2 separate regions of the Zea mays genome follow, and region 2 is linked to region 1. A link is a contact called in public Hi-C data. All regions are on one chromosome and are shown on one strand. Each heading gives the region's core, a stretch centred on a gene start, on an enhancer-like site or on the middle of the called end of the contact. The rest is flanking DNA. Distances are from core to core; before and after follow the strand shown.

The links. A called contact is a pair of places that touch in the nucleus more often than the background predicts.
Region 2: a contact with region 1 is called in a Hi-C map of tassel, with 4 times the contacts expected there. The contact joins the promoter of LOC542255 here to the promoter of LOC100191793 in region 1. A contact is called at or near these places in 3 of 25 Hi-C or Micro-C datasets (ear, leaf and tassel).

What each region holds. Positions count from the first base shown.
Region 1 is chr7:3,294,216-3,299,419 of Zm-B73-REFERENCE-NAM-5.0, reverse strand. LOC100191793 reads left to right here and starts at 3,160. Exons shown (of 8, transcript NM_001137218.1): 1 at 3,160-3,343; 2 at 3,596-3,637; 3 at 3,731-3,862; 4 at 4,069-4,146; 5 at 4,845-5,074. The coding sequence starts at 3,206.
Region 2 is chr7:3,778,791-3,783,609 of Zm-B73-REFERENCE-NAM-5.0, reverse strand. It overlaps LOC542255 (rough sheath 1), which reads right to left and starts at 1,924. Exons shown (of 5, transcript NM_001111861.2): 1 at 1,268-1,924; 2 at 946-1,056; 3 at 691-838. The coding sequence starts at 1,603.

The sequences.
Region 1 (5,204 bases), core at 1,911-4,410:
GGAAGAAGCGGGTCACCAGCCCATGCGGAAGGCAGGACCCCAACTCGGCTCGCCTTCCACCCCAGCGAGTATGATGAACATCCTTGAAGCTGAGGGCAGGGGGAGGTTGCAGCCCGACTCGCTTCTCTCCACCATGAGGCTAGTGGTCATCCTTGTAGATGACCACTGGCGGGAGACTGCAGCCGGGCTGCATGATGAAAATCCTTGAAGCCGAGCGATGGCAGAAGAGCGCCAACCCCCACGAGGTCATGCTCCTCCAACAACAGCAAGAAGACAAGATCGGCAGCACCACCGCGCAGGAAACGAAGAGTGCGAGCTCCCCGACAGTGAGACCGCTGGGGAGGGTGGCCCTGACACGGATCCCTCCAGCGAACACCGGCGCGCCCCATCCAGAGGCTCGGAAGGCGGAAGGGCACGGTGAATGCAAGAGGAGCGAGGCATGGCTACTGCCCGGGGGATGAGCCCCTTTTTAAAGGCAGATTTCCCCGCCCGTGCCCCGAAGCGTTACGGGCAAGGTCTCCCCCGATGCGCACCAGGGTTCCCATTCTATGACATGGGGGCCAGGCCTCACACATCGTACAAGCTGGCCTGAAGCGCGAAGAAGGCAAATAGTCGCACAGGGAGCGTGCAAACCGCCCTGCGGTTACACGCCCTTCCACCTTCGCCGCAACCAGCGGTCAAGAAGGTGAACTGCCACACAAGGAGTGTGCAACCGTCCTGCGGTTATTCGCCCTTCCATCTTCACCACAACCAGCGATCAAGGAGGCGAACCGCCGCACAAGGAGCATGCAACCGCCCTGCGGTTGCGCGCCCCCTCAGCTTCGCTGCAACCGGTGGTCCAACCTCTGGCATGGGGGCCCAGGCCCATATATCATACATTCGGCGCGCCGGTTCCTGGGTGCAGGAAAGTCGCACCACCGCTCGTGCCAATACCGTGCCTTCTCGAGGCCGTCGCAGAAGGCTAAGGAGATAAATTTTCAAAACCGATGCAGCGACTCGAGGCACCCCGCGCATGGCCCAACAAAGACATTAAGTACGGAGGTCACGGGCCAGTCAGTCGCGGGGGCAGGCGTGGCAGTCGGCGTGACCATAGGCGGGCCGGCAGTAACTACATCAATGGGTGCGCAGGAGCAGCGAGCCGATCACCAGTCAAACTCTGGCCCCACCTGCAGGCTCGCACCCTCCCCTAAGGCGAGCCTGAGGGCCACTGTCGGTACCCTGGATTAGGGGTACCCCTTACTACGGTATAAAGGCACGATGCCTGCGCGGTTACCCTTAACCGCGCGGAGAACGGCCCTAGGGGTATCTCGTGAGCAGTTAAGGTGGCGTTCTCGGAGACGACACCGCCAGGCCCAGAAGGCATAGGACCCCTATGCGCACAACCCGGACCCCCAAAGTAAAGCAGCCCAGAGCCATTGGATAGGGTTCGGACCCCATCAAGTGGGCTCCGGACCACACATAACAGGGTCCCAGGAGAGGAAGTGTCGTAACCTAGGCATAGGTCCGGTATTGACGCGTGTCCAGGCTCTATCCGGAACGCCTCCACTCCTCGCTCGGCCGAAGGTCTAATGTGGCCTCATGGCTGATTGTCCGTGACGTAGGCCAGCGGGCGGAGCGTGACATAAGGGCTCTGAGGCGCGCGGCCTCCGCATTTATTACGGAGGGGACACACCGCCTGTCCACCCTTCTGACAGGTGATGTGCCCCCACGACATTTATTGTGTCCTGTCCGTTCCGCTGGCAGGCGGCGCCAGGGCCACCCTGCAGACGGCGCACCTATCCAGTCCATTGTCGAAACAGTATGCCCGTGTTGCGCGGTGCACTGTACTCATCCCTTATGTAAGAAGCTTCCCCCTGCACGCCGAGACTATGCAGATCTCGGGTGTCAGGGCGCAAGAAGATTGCTCCAGCAGAAGATATTAGTAGCTACATCCGCTATGTTCCTGGGCCCACATGTCGGGGCTCAGTACTCTTGTACATGTCCCCCTTTAGTTATAAAAGGGGAGGCATGCAACGTTACAAGACAAGCTCAATCTTTAGGCTTAGACTCAACTTAGACTCTCAATTCTCAAGCTTCCACAGCAATCCAACATACAGTGGAGTAGGGTGTTACGCTCCGGCGGCCTGAACCACTCTAAACTCTCGCGTGTTCATGTGTTTTATGTCCGTTAGCAAGACAGGCAAAACGCTTAAGCCCCTTCCTCATCTTAGGATTTAGGACGGATGCACTCCGCCACCCGGCCGGAGAATTCCCTCTCCGACATAATCTTTTAGAGGAGACTGTAAAGGACATATATAGATGATGGATATAGAGGACGTTGCTGGAGATAGCCTAATGAGTTTGTCTTTTATATTTTACTCAACAAAGGAAACATTTATTCAAGGTCATATAACGGTTAGATATAGAGCTTAACTCATAAAAAGGAGTTCGAATAGTACCCAATTTTATAATTTTTACCAAAAATATTAACGACAGACTATAAAGTGACCTAAATATATTAGATTCGGGCTTAGTGCTCTATCCTTGTTTTCTACATCATTCTCAATGGGCTTGATTGGATAGCTGTGCGCGTATGGATAGGCTGGGCGCGCCCTGGCCGCCTGGATACCGTAGTTTTGGGCGTACGGACGGATGCAGGTTAATAACCTTAAAATAACTTGTTTTGCATCCACTCATGCAACATGCGTCTACCACGTACAGTCAACCAAACATAAGCTGAAACAAAATCAACGCATACGATGGTCCGAGATGAGTTGATACGGGCAACCAATCAAACCGAATATTGTTTTCTAATAATATAATTTATTTCTTAAATTACATGATTTAGAACTTAATTATTAGAACTTAATTTACTTTTAGCGTCTTGGACTTTAAATGATATAATATTTTGATTTTTAGACAGTATTTTAAGCCATCTTCGTGGCTTACTGACCATGGTGGACTGAGCCTCAAGTTTGCTATTGGGCTATCCTGGCTCCACCAACGGAAGTGGGCCTGACCCCTCCACGATTTTTCGCAAGTAAGGCCAGCGCGGCCGGTACAATCAAAGTTGTACAAGCCTCAGCCCATCGGTCTGCTCCTTCTACTAGCCCACCCAACTCCAGGAAAAGACAAGGGCCCACTTGCAGCCCGAGCCCCTTGATTCCCTCGCCGGTGTCACGCGACTCCAGATCCCCAATTCGGACAGCCACCTGCTCGGCGAGCCATGGCCGGCCGCCGCGAAGGCGAGCACCAGGCGAGCCCGTGGCGATCCGGGACGCCCGCGGCGGAGGAGGACTCGGGCGCCTTCCCCTCCGCCATCATCTTCTTCGCTCTCGTTGGCGCTACCGCCACCACCGCCGCCGTAAGCCTGCTGCTCTGCTCTCCGTGCCCCGTTTCTCCCTTTCCTCGATCCCTCGGCCCCGCAGCCCTGAGGCATAGCTTCTCCCTCGATCCCTCGCCCCGGCGGCTCTGAGGCATCCGGATGCGTGAATTTGGTGCTTGTCATTAGTGCGGTTACACTGTGACAAATCTTCTGAAACGATGGTCCACTCCAGCTGATATTACTGCTCGTGCATTTACGTGTGAGATGATGCATTTGTTTGCGGACTTGTAGGTCGGACAACTGCGCCGGACGGTCAGCTGGTTCTACACTCAAGTAGGTGTCATTTTAGCATTCGTTCTCTGGAGCAACATTGCCTTGAAGGTGTGTTTGGGGGAGGATCGGTGAAACCTTTTTCCTCCATTGAAGCTTAGTAGGTCGGAACCATATGTTTTCTGGGAAGACATACCTCGTCGACCAAATCGTCATCGGTGCGGTGAAGCCTGGGAACGATATCACCAGAGGATGCGTGACAGGACCGAGGATCAAAGGGAAAGAGTGGTCAGTGCCCTGCTCGCATACAAGATATTACAAATACATTTAAACATTTGCGCGTTAAAGTGATTCTATCAGCCTTTTTTTCTCGAACGCACTCCTGCGTATCATTAAGAAACAATTTCTATTAGGCTGGATACAACCATAAATGATACCGACTGCTGAAGCAAGATCGCTACCGATAGTGACGGTTTCAATGTCTGAACTGGTAGGTAGCAATCGCGTTGGAGTCGAGCCAGTCGACACCGACCACTGTATTGGACGAACTTGTCAATATCGACCCGAACACGGTAACGACCGACTTAAGAGGCCTAGAATCTAATCCATAAATTAGATTTTATTTATAATTTATTTATTATTTTTATGATTAAGTTATGTAATTTTATTTATAAATTATATATTTTTAATTATTATGTTTGAGTTATGTATGAATTATGTAATTAGATGTATTTGTATTGCAATAAAACGTCGTGTTTCATGTCAACTAAAAGTCTATAAAAGAAAAGCTGATGTGGTGATGAGGTGACTATAGGCTGACGGTAAAGACCGTGCACTTGAGTGTTGTGGTAGATAAGGTTTGACGATGGTTGATATAGACCGGTCGGTAGCTGATGTGGCGGTAAATATCACCCGAAAGGATTGGAATCAACCTTAGCCTATTCACTGTACAGCCGTTAGGTGTGTTGTTATTACTCAGTTGCTTCTTACAGATGAACATAAACTTCTGGAAAAAACAACAGTTTGTATGGACTATTGACTTGGGAAAATGTTAGTATGAAGCAGCCAAGGTCATACATGGCAGCAAGCAATATTTCCTCATCAACTTTTCTTTTCCCAGGGAGAACTCTAAGCAGAAGAAAACTTTGATATGACCATATAAAGAACCATCTTGCAAGTTGGTGTCACTATATTAGTCACATTTCGTTCATTTCGTTTGCATGCTGATTCGTTTCAACTAATCCTGAGCCAACAGTACTGATTTCTGTAGGAACGCATACGGCACATGCAAGATGTATTTAAAAAGGAGAGAAGTAAATGTCGGGATTATCGAAATTGGGATAGCCATAATCCCAACTATTATCAGCATCATCAAAGAGATGACTGGTACTGGAACGCAGAAGCATTTTATGCCAATCAAAGGACAAATTTCAGGGCAATGACCAGGGAAGCCATGACTTACACTATGTCACACCACTATTCTGTTTTGGGCCTTGACAGGTATGTACTAGCAGTCTTTCCTGTCAATGAACATTCACATATATTTGGCAGGTGTATGTGAGTATGGCCGAGTTTGTTGTAAAAACACTCACCACTGTCATTGTTTGGCCCCCTTATCTATCTGTAGCAG
Region 2 (4,819 bases), core at 675-3,174, 490 kb before region 1:
ACGAGCGAAACGAAACAGACGGATTCTCATGCCTTGGAAGTTGGAACCCTAAATAATCAACATCAGAGGCAGGCAGGCAAGCAAGCAAGCTTGCTGTCACTTGTCAATTGTCAGTTGAAAAAGAAAGGCTAAAGAGAGCAGTCAAGGAGTAGCTTGTGCTGGATCCAACCCATCAGGTAATAATATTATTAATAATAATAGGATAAGATAATGCCAGCGGAGATGGTGATTAAACAATGGCGAGGAACGAGAGGAGGCTCTGGCCATGCGACACGGCGCCTCACTGTGCCCTCGATGCCAACCAAAAGCTCATCCCGTGGCTAACCCTTTCGTGATTAGACTATGTATTAGCGCGTGCTGGGGGTTATCTGATTGGTGGTTAATTGGATTTTTTTAATTAGGAGGATGTGATTAAAGTAATGGCGAGGGAAGGGTCAGAAGGGCGGGCAGGTGCAGGTTAGCTACTAGCTCACAATGGCAATGATCCACATCCACCCCCACTATCTAGAAAGCAGCCATTCCCAATGCGGCAATCCTCATCCTAGTATGTGTGGTTGTGGCGATATAAAAACACGCGGCCGCCGTACGTACCGCCGCCATGCCATGTACGAGCGGTGCCGGCGAGAGCGGAAGGAGGAGGGATCGAGCAGCAAGACGACCCCGATCGGTCGGTCGGTCCATCTATCTTACCGGCGAGCGAGAGGCGCGCTGAGGAGGAGCCGCCGCCGCCGGAGATGCAGTCGAGCTGCGCCTCCACCCGCTTGAGGAACTCCATGGCCTCGTCGATCGGCCGGGTGAGCTCCTCCCGGTACTTGACGAGCATGTTACAGTACGCCTCCTGCACGCGAGCAATCATGCGTGGGATTGGAAGAGAGAGATGAAAATAGGTTAGACTCGAGCAGGCTGTGTGGATTGATGAACGGGGACGGGATCATGGGAACCGACCATGAACTGGTCCAGCTCCGGGTCGCGCGGCTCGTGGCGGCCCGGCGGGCGCGCGTCCAGCTTTGCCGCCATGGCCGTCAGCCTCTCCAGCACGTCCGGCGGCGCGCCCACCTGCAATCACACAGACACAGCGCGCGCATCATTTCATAGCCACCGTGCTGTCCTGTGACTGTGAGGGTGAGCGTGAGGACGCGACAGGCGTGGATAGATTTACGCATCAAATTAAGCAAATCTCGCTTCACGAATCAAGATATAAAAAAAGATGCGGTTTTTCCGACGGCAGGTCACGCCAGCCGGGGTCGGGGTAGCTCAAGCGAAGTACTTTCTGGCAGTCGAGGTAGGCGGCGAGGAGCGCCGAGTACTGCGGGTGCGCCACGATCTTGGCCTTGATGGCCTCGGCCTCCGCTGCCGACATCTCGGCGCCGTGCCTGGCGTAGTGGTGGTGGTGCTGCTGCTGCTGGTGCTGCTGCGACGACGACGGGGCCGCGGCGGCGTGGTGCAGGAGCGCGAGCGGCGCGCCGTAGTACGCGGGGGACGCCGTCGACAGCGGCAGCTGCAGGAAAGACGAGGAGGACACGGCGGCTGCCGCCGCCTTGGAGTTGGAGCCCCCGCTGCTGCTCCCAGCTCCGGCCCCGAGATTCCCGAAGCTCTGATCCATGGACGAAAAGGAACCCTAGCGAGCGAGGGAGGGATGGACCGTGTCGCCGATCAGCAAGGAAGGACAGCGTCCGGTCACTTTAGATTCTCTCCCTCTCTCAACACTAAATCACTAATGGCGGCGGCCGTCGAGCGCACTCCCTGCCTCTCGCTCACAGTTTTGGAGAAGAGACGGGGGGAGAGGCGGCTAGATATTAATGGGGACGAGAGACGGAGGGGAGGGGAGGTGGAAGGGAAAGGGAAAGGTGTCCTCGGCTCCTCGCACTCGTAGCCGTAGAGGGCAGAGCAGCAGCGGCTGCACTGTGCACTACTGCCGGCCCTGTGTGGAATCGGAATGTGGATGGCTGGCTGGTGGCGACCTCTTTTCTCGCGTCAAATCTCACTGCAGCAGCGGCAGCACGGGACGTATGCCGCCGTATGGGTATTCATCTGAAAAAAAATTATATCCACGTACGTATGGCTGCTCCTCCATGAGAAAATGAACATGCATGCCTAGGTTAAACCAAAAGGACAATAATAACCCTCCATACAGATGTTAAAAGTGTTTCCAGTATAGAAAACCAATATAAAATATATTTTGAGTATTAACTGCTTCCTTTAACATATCGTTGTCTGCAAAAACAAAATCATTGCTATCTTAAAAGTTATTTGTTGCACAACTCTATTATTGTAACAAGTTTTATATATCTTAAAAGGGAACATATCATATGCAAAAACATTCGACGGTAGTCTTGCGTCACACGCATATGGGCCCTGATTGTTTCGGCTTCTGACAGCTTCTAGCCACCAAAAGCTGCTGCGGACTGCCAAACGTTCAGCTTTTTAGCCAGCTTCTATAAAATTCGTTAGGGAAAAAACCATCCAAAATCTACATAAACACATAATCGGTTGAGTCGCTGTAATAGTAGGAATCCGTCACTTTCTAAATCCTGAGCTATATGAACAACTTTATCTTCCTCCACACGTAATCGTAATGATACTCAGATTCTCCCACAGCCAGATTTTCAAAAAAGTTGGACAGAAAAAAGCTGAACCAAACAGGCCCATGGTTTCCTCCCATTGCTTCTCGCCTACCAGGCAGGCTGTTAATTCACATATAAACGTGAGAAACTATCCCAGCCCAATACGACAGGAAGTGTCACGCACCGTAGCGCTCTCATGTATCAGTCCGCTAGCTAAGTAGAACGGAGTCGTTCCGTTCTACTTGGCTCTTCAACCAAACACTACCTAAGGGCGACCAAGCAAGCTATAAAAAAGAGGATTCAACTCCTTTTCTACACAAACTTTTATCGATATTTTGGCTAAGATAAAATATAACATTTATTCTTATCAGTTTAATATTCAATCTATGGATTATATGTTCATTGTAATATTAAATTTAAGGTATTTTTTGGGGTCGTACTACATACACCAAGCGCACATCTGTTTTCCTCTCCCCGCTTCTCGTCTATCAGTGGGTCGTTAACCCACAGATGGCGAGCTATAATAAAGCGGTTGGCTCATTTTCAACTCATATCTTTCTCGACCTTTTGACTAAAATAAAGTATAATATTTGTTCTTTACCAGTTTAATATTTTATCTGATATGTGGAATATATGTTCACTTCAATATTAAATTTATTTTTATAATTATTTTTGTGGAAGTGTCTAACACACTGGTTTACTAGGCCGTCGCATCATGTGATTATATTTTCTCTTCGTTTAACTTTGTTTCTTTTTTTTTGACCAGAATCAAATTGTATAGAAAATTGTATTACCTTCTATAGAGTATAGACCCGATCGAATACATATAACATCAAAACATGTTTCATGAGAAATTTAATAAAAAATGATTCGATGTGAATGTCGATGTGTGTCATCTACCAATACATATTCCAAAAAATGTAGAAGCAGCAGTGCTCAAAATTCAATAAGACGGTGAAAGTTTGAAAATTTATCCGTTGTTATATAAAGGTTTTACGCGAGGAATGTGCATGCATGATCGGTGCCCTTTTTGCTAGCGAATGACTATTGCTGCTGCTGTATGTACCTGGAGAGGAGTCCTCAGTCCCGGGTCCCGGGCTTGTGAATTGTTGCATCCGGGTCATGTCATCTGCCGGCCGGGAGTGACCAGCCGGGAGACCAGGACAAACCACAGGACGCGTACTCGCACGTGTCGCAGCTCGCTAGCTTCTCGTCCGTGTCGATCGATGGAGTCGCATCGTGTGCCCTCCGTAAAACGCCCTGCAATGTGCATGTGTTACGTGCTCTCTCTCTCACACACACACACACACCGTTCCGTCGTCCGCTTTTCACCGCTGGGATGATTCTGGGAACGAGAGAGACAAAAGATGAAAAGATGAATCCTTGGGAAAGTAAAAAAATGCTTGTCATATATACCCAGCCTTTTTCCCCAACCGTCCCATGTTCTTCCTACTTTGTGTGTGCGAATATAAATTTTCACGCAACTCTTAGACTATCTCTAGTACTTACTCATCCACATACTTATATTCAAACTTTAATATGTAAACAGTATAGCCTACCGTGCAAATAGTACTTTTAGATAAATTTTAGGTAGACTGTGCACACGATCTTATGGCTAGTTTAGAAACTCGATTCTCCTTCAGAATTGGAGTTTAAGAAAAAAAATAGTTCTCTCGCCCAACCCTCTCTTGAAAAATACATTTCTTCTCAAAACAATAAAAGTTAATTAGCGATGATTTTGATTTAGACTAGGCATTTAAAGCATAGAAACTCATTATATATATGTGTGTGTGTCTTTTGAGTATTTGGGTGTTTAGGTTTATAATAGGAACAGGGTGTGGCAAAACCTTCTATGTAAGAAACACATGTTTATCAAATCCCTAATTCAAGTGCAACATAGGCCAGAGCATTTGCATTTTTGAGTGGCCTCGTGAAGGTCAAGGATGTTTTTTTGGCGAGTGGAAGCTTCGAAAAACTATGTTTTAGGGGGGGTATTTGGTTAGGAGATAAGTCGTTTAGTAAGGTTTAGCCCAATGTTTATAGGATATCAAGAAGAAAAGATGGTATATATAGTGGCAAACATCCTATTATCCTAAGGACTATACAACTTAATATTTCTTTTTGAATAAGGTTGGTAAGAAAAAATCTTCCTTTCAGTATGGGCTGGTGTGAAAATTTGTCCCAATCAACCTCACCAATTGTTTTGGCGGAGCCATAAAAAATGGCAAGTTCATGGTCACATCTATGTATAAGTC